2 separate regions of the Rattus norvegicus genome follow, and region 1 is linked to region 2. The links are chromatin contacts, called in public Hi-C maps. All regions are on one chromosome and are shown on one strand. Each heading gives the region's core, a stretch centred on a gene start, on an enhancer-like site or on the middle of the called end of the contact. The rest is flanking DNA. Distances are from core to core; before and after follow the strand shown.

What was found. Hi-C and Micro-C count contacts between places; a contact is called where the count stands out from the background.
Region 1: a Hi-C map of Schwann cells shows a contact between it and region 2, with 3 times the contacts expected there. The contact joins two enhancer-like sites. A contact is called at or near these places in 2 of 12 Hi-C or Micro-C datasets (Schwann cells and psoas muscle).

What each region holds. Positions count from the first base shown.
Region 1 is chr9:82,332,200-82,336,716 of GRCr8, forward strand. All of the region lies in intron 2 of LOC134480294 (a long non-coding RNA gene), which reads left to right. Among named protein-coding and RNA genes, the nearest start is that of Pincl, 110 kb to the right of the region's middle. Within about 2 kb of position 1,917, at least 15 of the 93 cell types and tissues checked have an H3K27ac peak or open chromatin away from gene starts, as enhancers often do. A contact at or near this core is called in Schwann cells, where this site is marked.
Region 2 is chr9:82,086,609-82,090,767 of GRCr8, forward strand. No RefSeq gene overlaps it. Among named protein-coding and RNA genes, the nearest start is that of Tnp1, 44 kb to the left of the region's middle. Within about 2 kb of position 2,648, at least 3 of the 93 cell types and tissues checked have an H3K27ac peak or open chromatin away from gene starts, as enhancers often do. A contact at or near this core is called in Schwann cells, where this site is marked.

The DNA.
Region 1 (4,517 bases), core at 667-3,166, 240 kb after region 2:
ACGCTGATCTGGTAACTTTTGATAGTCTTCATAAACCTTAACAACAGTTTTCTGGGTCTCTTGGATGTTTCCGTATGTTAAGAGCATTTCTCCATCCTGTGTGTGACTGTGTACATGGTTTACAGGCTGATATTTGCCATGGTGGATGAGGGTTCCTCCAAGAAGCTGCTAACAGCTCGGAGCTCGTCCAGTGAGAGGACATTTGAAAGCTGCTATCTCAGTGTGATTCTCACTCACATCTGTTTTTCATGCCTTTCCAAAATGGGGATTGCATTTGCTTCCCCGTTGCTGTAGGAAGGTGAAGGGCAAAATCTAAAATTAGGAATCCAAATGAACGGAGCATACACTTGTCCCTCAACGTTGTAGGTTGGCTTCTTATTCTTGATTTATTTTAGGAGAAAAATATTATTAGCCAATGGGTCAGGGGAGACAGCTTGAGGAAGCAACTGTAGAAGTCAATTGGAAGACAGGCAAATGAGGGCCAGGGTAGGAAAGTCATCCCAGTGTGTTTATTGCTAATAGATGATTCCAGACTTCCTCTCTTAATGGGGGGATGTGTGGAAATCTGCTTGTCCATTGAAAGGAGGGGACCCAGAATTCCTAAAGAGGGAAAAAAGCCAGAGGAGAGTGAAGCAGGTGTTTCCTGCTACCCAACCCTCAGAGGGACACTCAGCCCTGGGAGGGAGTTTTCCACACCCTGAAAATTGAGGAAGCCATACTATTCCATCAGCCTAATTTAGTGGTCAGACTCACAGTCGCCAACACAGCTTCTTCTCCTCTTTCTCCCCTGTCTCTAAGCCTCAGAGGTGTGAGAGACAAGCGAAACCTCCTCCATTCTCTGGGGTCCCTTTCCACACCTGGAATACATAGCAACTGTAGGTTCTTCTTATTGAATGGGTAAAAGGTAGCTTTTGGTTTTGAGAATTCTTTCTGTTTTGTCTATTTATCTTCCTGGATGCCCTGGTAAGAGCTTTTCAGTTTCCTTATATCCTGGGTCTCATCTGCTTTAAAAACAAACCACAAGGAAACAAATCCCTCCAATCAAAATAAAACAAAATAAAACTTGCCCATATCAATCAATCTTCATTTACTTTCTTCCTTTCTATATTGTTTCCTCCCTCCCTTCCTTCCTTCCTTTCTTTTTTTTTTGTACTTAATGTGAATATTCATACCCAAACCCAATATGTACTTTCCTCACTCAAAAGTATATTAAGAGGTAGGCCCAAATTTGGGGTACAATATTGCTGTGAACTTGCACAGTACACTCCCTAAAGTCATTTGGCTGAGCTCCTCTAAACCCAGTGAGCAAACTAAGAAACTCGTGACTTAGAAATATTTATGTTACATTGTGATGGTCGTCCATTGTATCTTTTTAAGTATCTGTGAGCCTGCCTACGCTTTCCCTCCTTTATTCTCTTTCTCTTCCCTCTGTCCACTGTGCATGTCTCTTTTTCCTTCCTAACAGTGAGTCATCCAGGGGGAAAAACTCATGTACGTGAGTGTGTTTCGTGTACCCTCCCAAATTTAAAAACAAAAAAAATTTAGTAGTTCCCTCACAAATTTTTTTTAAACTAGGGGAGCTGGGTCATTGGGCGATGTAGAGAAGACAGCATATATCACCCAGATGTTGGTCTACAGTGGCCCAAACATCAGGCTTTGGGGAGACAATTGGAAGACACAATGCTTCTTTCAGGGCAGACAGCTGCTCACGGCCCCATGGCCCCTCTCCCTGTGTGTGTGTGTGTCTATCCCTTTCAAGCCTTTTTGTGGTCAAGTCATAAAGGCCTGTTTAGTGGGTGGGATGACGTCACACTGACCACAAAAGCTTATATTTCCTGCTACTAAATACACAGCCCCTGCTGACGAAGTGGTCATTACAGAGCGAGCTTGTTCTGTCTAGGTCACTCCGAGTGGGGATAAAGGCACTGGGGGCAGGGGGCCTGTTGAGAAAGCAGAGCCATTATTCCCAAGTGTGTCTGCTGGCCTGCTGATTCTCATCTTGTTGGAACTAAAAGATGAAAATAGAAGTCCCTTTGTGCTTCCTGGGGCTCTTTCTCAGGAAGGATGCAGGAGCATACTGGGCGGCCACATGGCAGAGAGAAAGGACCAGATGAAATCCAGGTCGTTGATTCTGATCTCTCATTTCTATGCAGAGCGATTCTACCTCTCTGCCTCTGAGCACAGCAGTCTCCATTTTACAAAAGAGAAAAGGATTTTATGCAGGGATCGAATGAGATCATGTGACTGAAAGTGAGATATTTTATTACTCGGATGCAAACCTCATTTCTTCATGGTCCTTATTATTATATAATAATATATAATATATATTAAAATACATGTGGGACATATAGTGACTGTGGTCTTTCCTTTTTGAATGTGTAAAACATACCTTTGGGTTTTGAGAATTCTTTTTGTTTTTGTCTATTTTCCAGGAGTAAGTAGTAAAGAGCATTCTCTTTGTTTTTGACAGTTCAATACATATCTATATAACAAATGATGTTTGTGTTCACTGTATCACCCTCTTCTATGCCTCTTCTCTCCTTTAGCTCTGGGCCCTTTCTTTTTCCTACCTTCTGTCCTAGTGTCTACACTATTAAAGAAAATAGCATCCCACCTTCCGAGGATCATGGATAGTTATTAGCCCCTCAGGAAGTGATGAGAGCTTTCTGAGGAGGGGGACAGACACATCCTTTATCAATGGTGGGAGTTAAAGGTCCAATCTTATGTGGCTTTCTTGTGACAATGTCAAATCTTGGTGACAGTGTTACAAATTAAATGAGGAAACTTTCCAAGTTGCAGCTAAGAAGCCAAGACCTCAGAGCAACAGAGCAGGAAGAGAATGGACCAATGAGACATCATGGAAGCAGTGGTCTGGGGTTGGGTCTAGAAGTGTGTAAGATTTCAGCAGAGAGCAGTAGATTAAAGGTGACAAGGTAAGGAGCCACACCCATGAGCCCCTACATGTCGCCTGGCATTACAGCAGCATGTGGCATGCTCAGTGTCAGTTTCTGGCATCTGAACTGCACATGAAACGAAATCACACAGCTACAACTTTTAAATATTTCCCACAATCAGACTAATTTCAACATTGTCAGAAGCAGAAAACCACTGTTTAGCCAAGATCCTACGGAATTTTTCCTAGCCTCAGCTCTGAGCTTAGACAAAGAAGGGCTCAAATTCCCATGCTTTCCTTTCTTTAAGCCTTCCCTCTGCCCCATCTTGAAGGACTATTATGCACAGGACCATAAACCCCAAAAGGACTTTGATACCAGTCTCTGCGGTGATTAGAGAAGGGATCTGTTGCTGTTCTCCATGTAACAGGTGAGAGGGACCATTATCTGCCTAGCCTAGCTGCTTCCAGGTTTTTGTGGACCAAGGTTATTTAGGTTGGTTCTCTAAGAAAACGAAAACTTGAAAACCTGTATTCCCTTTACCCATGGTAGATAATAGATGTATCTACCATGCATCTATCGGGGATATGTTTCCTGGCAAGTCCCCTGGCTAATTTAGGGGCCTCTCTTAGGCCCCTAAAGTTATGTCTGATACCATATATACCCCTGTTCTGAAGCCATGGCACCTGCTGTGTCTCAGCAGCTCCCCCATAAACTGCCAGCTCCTGGCACAGACATTAGCTCTGTTACCCGTGTTTCCCCTGGAACACATTAGATGAGCTGCTGGCAGGGACTACAACTATTGTTCTCATTTCCTAATTTTAAAAAAGTGTGTGTTTGGCGACAGAGGGAAGGCAAGCCAGGCAGGCAGCTTCAGAGTCTTGCTGTAGGGGAGACGGTCCTGGGTACTCGCTTGAAGTGTTTCGGGGGCAGGGGTCCCAGAAGCTGAAGTGACATTCAGAAGAAGACGGATGATACTGGGATCATCCCTGTATCCCCAGGGTCATCTCTGGAAACAGCTAGGAGAGAGAGTCACAAGTTGTAGCATACTATTAAGCTAATAAAAGTGTCAAAAAATAAGAAAACATAAAGACACTGATGCCTGGAACTGGGGAAAAACAAAGGTTTTGAAAATGATCATGAAGACTGTTGGCAGAAGCCAAGTTAACTGTCCACAGTATTATTTTTTTTAAAACCTTCTTTTTTTTGTTTTTGTTTTTTTTTTGTTGTTGTTGTTGTTGTGTTGTTTGTTCTTTTTTTCCGGGGCTGGGGACCGAACCCAGGACCTTGCGCTTCCTAGGTAAGCGCTCTACCACTGAGCCAAATCCCCAACCCCTGTCCACAGTATTATTACCAGACTCCTGGGGAGAAGGGTGTGGTTGGAGCCAGAGAGCAAAAGTTGAGAGTGGGACAAAGGAATGGAGTCACAGCTCACAGACACTGGAATCCACATTTAGGAAGATAGGAAGGCAGAGGAGGACATGGTTGCCACAGACACGGGGGTCAGTCATTCAATGTAAATGCATAGCAAAATAACGCACTGTATTCCCACACATAAAATATATGCATTTTCTAAAAAGTGAAAATGAAACATAAGCAAACAAAATCCAGAATGACCTGGAGGCC
Region 2 (4,159 bases), core at 1,398-3,897:
ACTTCAGTGAGGAGCAGATCAGAAAGACAGACTGCCTTAGTACCAGTTCCAGCTCAGTTCCTCGTGTTGTGTGACCTTATGTAAGTCTCAAGATCTCCCACATAGGGTTATTACATGGATTACAAAAATTACATGAGATATTTATTAGTATAATCAGGGTATCATGACATAATGGTGGGGCCTTGTAATCATAAACCACTTTGGGGTTACCTAGAGTCCTTTGGCATGCTATAGAGTTTAATAGATGGAGCACTCATTCTGTGCCCTTGGGAAGAAAGGGCTTTGGTATCATGTCAGTATGCCAGGAAGACAAAGAAGTTTTCAGTCACTTTGGGGCTGCGGATCTCATCAGTGGTCAGCAGTGACTCTTCTGATAGAAGCTGGGAGAGTCCCTTCTAAAGAGAAGTTTGATGTCTCAGCCTCAAGCCTTGGTGGGGGCTATTAGCTCATAGATGGGCCCCTTAGCTATACTGTGAATGGTCTAGAAGTCATCATGAGTCAAAGTACCTTCTTGCAGACCCAGGGGGCTGCCACAGAGAGGTCAGGGAGAGTGGGAAGGTGAAGTGAGGCGTTTTCTCTCTCATCTATAAGATATACCACCACATCATCTGTTTGCATTGTTCGGCAGGACATTGGTCATAGGGAAGGAACACTAGGATTAGGATTGATCAGCTTTCTGAATAAAGTTCTAAGTTTCTAGTTCTTTCTTCTGACAACACCCTGATGATATTCAGTCATAATGAAGGACTAAAGAGAGACTTTATTCCACAGAGGGCACCAAGAAGATAACTGTCTCCAGGTTGGGGTAAAGTAAGTCATCCTGGGTGGTCAGTGTTGATTCAACCCTCCTAGAATTCTGACAGTATTTTCTTTTATTTTCACAGATAAGTTTTACTCAAAACTGTAAGGCAAGGCTTAAGAGTGGTTCTCAGATTAATAGAAGACAGATGTGAGTTCAATCTTAATTTGTGTATACTAACTGGACACTGAACTCGAGTCTCCTCTTCTAGACCATAAGGATGGGGACATTAATGAAGGCCTGCAGGGAGAAGACATGGAGTCACATGTCAGGCAAAACAGTGTCAAGTTCTATTCTAGATAATAGTTGTATCCCCTCCTCCTTCTTGTCCTTCTCTTCTCCTCCCTTTTATGTCTACATCATTTCCCTATTCCTTAGCATCTTTCTGAATTGATGGTCCTAGTCAAAAAGGGCATTGGATAAGACAATAAGAGAAGGATTAGTGTAGGAATGGGGCAGCCAGACATTACCTCTCCATGTCTATATTCAGCACCAATGATCTGGCTGGGTAATGGGAAATTATCTGTCACTCAGGTACCTAGGGAGGAGGACTCCTTGTTCAAATTGCATAATAGTTATTAGAGAGATAGGCCTGAAAAGAGCTGCTATCAGGTGCCAGAGAGGCCAAGCACAGATAAAAAGGGACAAGGAACAGGGAGGCAGAAGGAAGGTTAAACTCCAGGAAGCAGAGGGTAAAGGACAGAGGGACATGCTTAGGAGCAGAGTCGTCCCAAGGAACACTATCCAAGCAGCAGCTTTCTGGGTACAAACTTTCTGGGAAAGCTTTCTAAATAGAGGATGAGAAGGGTGTTTGACTCTCCAAAGACTAAACACTTAAATTTGTCATTTTCCTTCCAGTGGTTTTCCATAGGGCTCTGGAACTGAGAAATCATTTGATGTCATCAATAGGGAGAATGAAGATCCCAGAGACATGACAGGATTTGCTCCCACGCTTACTGACCAGAACTGGTTAACTACAATGTATGCTTGTGTGTGCATCTGCCTGTGTATATGAGGGCACAAATGTGAGGGCTTGTGAAGGACAGATAGGGGAGAGCTTTGGATGTCCTTGGGTGCCATTTTTTTCCCAGCAAGCCTCCAGGCATCTGTCTGTCTCTGCCTTCCTGGCGATGGAACTAGAAGCATGAGCCATTCCACTCAGCTTTTTACTCTTGTATGGCCTCTGGCAATTGAACCCGGGTCTTCATGTTTGCAAGGCAACTACTTTGCTGACTGCCTGACCTCCCTAGCCTGTCAGGAAAATGTGGAAGATAGCCTCAAAATGGCCACTCAGTAGCACCTAGCCTGATAGCCACATCATTTTTATGACTCCCTCACATTGAGCATGGGCTGAACTCCCCAACTTGCTCCCACAGAATAGAATAAAGCAGAAGCAACTTGACATCACCTCAAGCTTAAGTACTAAGTACTAAGCGGAAGGTACTAAGTCTCCTGCCTCAGCTTTCTCCTCCTTACTCAGACATTTAATAGACATGCCAATGAACACAGGGCTTGTTTTAGCTACTAACTGGAACTTTGATATGGGAGAGAAGATTCTGCAAGACTAGATTCCCATCTCTGCATGGTGACAGCCAAACTTAGATACTTGCTAAAAACTATTTCCACTCTCTATATCTGGGGAGTCTATGGACTCCAATATCCCCCTCGACATAGCTCTTTCCCCTACTCTCAGAAGTCAACTCAGCATCCATACCGCCACATTCATATTTGGTGCCTTCCCTTCTTGCCCAGGAACCAGAACAATCAAAGCAGCCCTGTCTCTTGCTTGGCTGAATAAGCAAGAACTGCGGGGTTGGGGGGCAGGGGCTCGGTTCACCAGCTGGGAGAGTCCATGGTTACTCTTTTGGCTTTGTCTTCACCCTGAGTGACACAGCACCAGCATCTGTGCACTGCCCCAGAGGGCACTCAAGGCATCTGACCTTTTCATCCCTGGGTGGCTGTGGTCTTAAGAGAAGAATACCATAATGGCCCTCTGTTCTTAGTGGACTTTGCTGAGCTAAGCTGGGCTAACAGGAGCATCATAAAAGCCCTGGGGTGAATGAGGGTTTTCTGAAGGTCATCTCGGCCATTCTTCTGCATCTGGGAAGGGCAGCTAATTAGGGATTTGGCAGGCTAGAGATGCACCAAGAAGGTGACTCTTTCATTTAGGAATTGCAAGAAGGTCCTGCAGGATCCCCAGTTAATAAAGTAGGGTACTTTCTCCCCTGATGGCCACTTCTGACCATTTCTCTTTTCCTCCAATATTCCCCTATTTTTCCTCTTTTCTATGTGAGCCAACTCATATTGCAGAGGAAAACGCAAGCATTAATTACACTTTCCGTTCCATGATTCTCTTCATCTGGAAAAGTTTCATTAAGAAAGGAATTCAGGGCTGGGCGGGGATTGCTTAGTGGGGAAAGCACCTGCTTCATTGGTGTGAGGACCAGAGTTCAGATCTCCAAGGCCTACATAAAATCTGATATGGCAGTGCATGTCTGCAATCCAAGATCACGGGTCAGGTAGAGTGGCATACAGTGTGGTGACCAAGACAGTTTCAAACAAGGTGGAAAGCTAGCACCGACACCCAAAGCTGCTCATTTGTCTTTTTTTCTTGGTCACACCCCTATCTTTCACTCCCACTCTGTCTCTGTCTCTGTTTCTCTGTCTCTGTCTCTGTCTGTCTGTCTCTGAGAGAGACACACAGAGAGACACACAGAGAGCTAGAGAGAGGGGGAGGAGAGGGAGAGGGAAAGAGAGAAAGAGTGAGGAGAGGGGCAGGGAGAGAAAAGGAGAGGAAACCGAAGTCTACTTATTGCAGCCACCAGGTGAGCTATGAGCTACAGTGAGCGAGAAGGGAAGAACAAAGTTAGAGATGAGATGTAGGGACTTTGAATCAGGTTCTGTGCCACCTGAGGAGAGGCACTATGGATGAATAAGCTCCAAGAACACAGCAAACTGGAGAAGGTTTCATTGGCCAAGACCAGAGAGACTAAAGCCCAGGACCCAGACTTTCGTCTTTCCTGTCTCATGGTCTTTTCCAAAGATTTGTTTCATGGCCTGAGTCACTATACAGGATATGACTGCTGGCTTTGGTGAGGGGAGAAAAATAAATCCTGCCCCTTTCTCAAGAAATAAACGTAAAAGCTCTTTGGGCTCATTAAACAGGCGGTTACAAGGCATCTTCGGCTTCCAGTGGCTCTTACCAAATAGCATTTTGATGAGTTAAGTGTTAATGAATCAGAAACATATGGATAAAATTTCCCTGAGAACACAGGAGTTTCTGAAACAAGCAGAGTCACCCCATTCCCCTTGGGCTCTGGGCCTGGGTGTCAGAAACTCATCTCCCCTCTGTGGCTTACT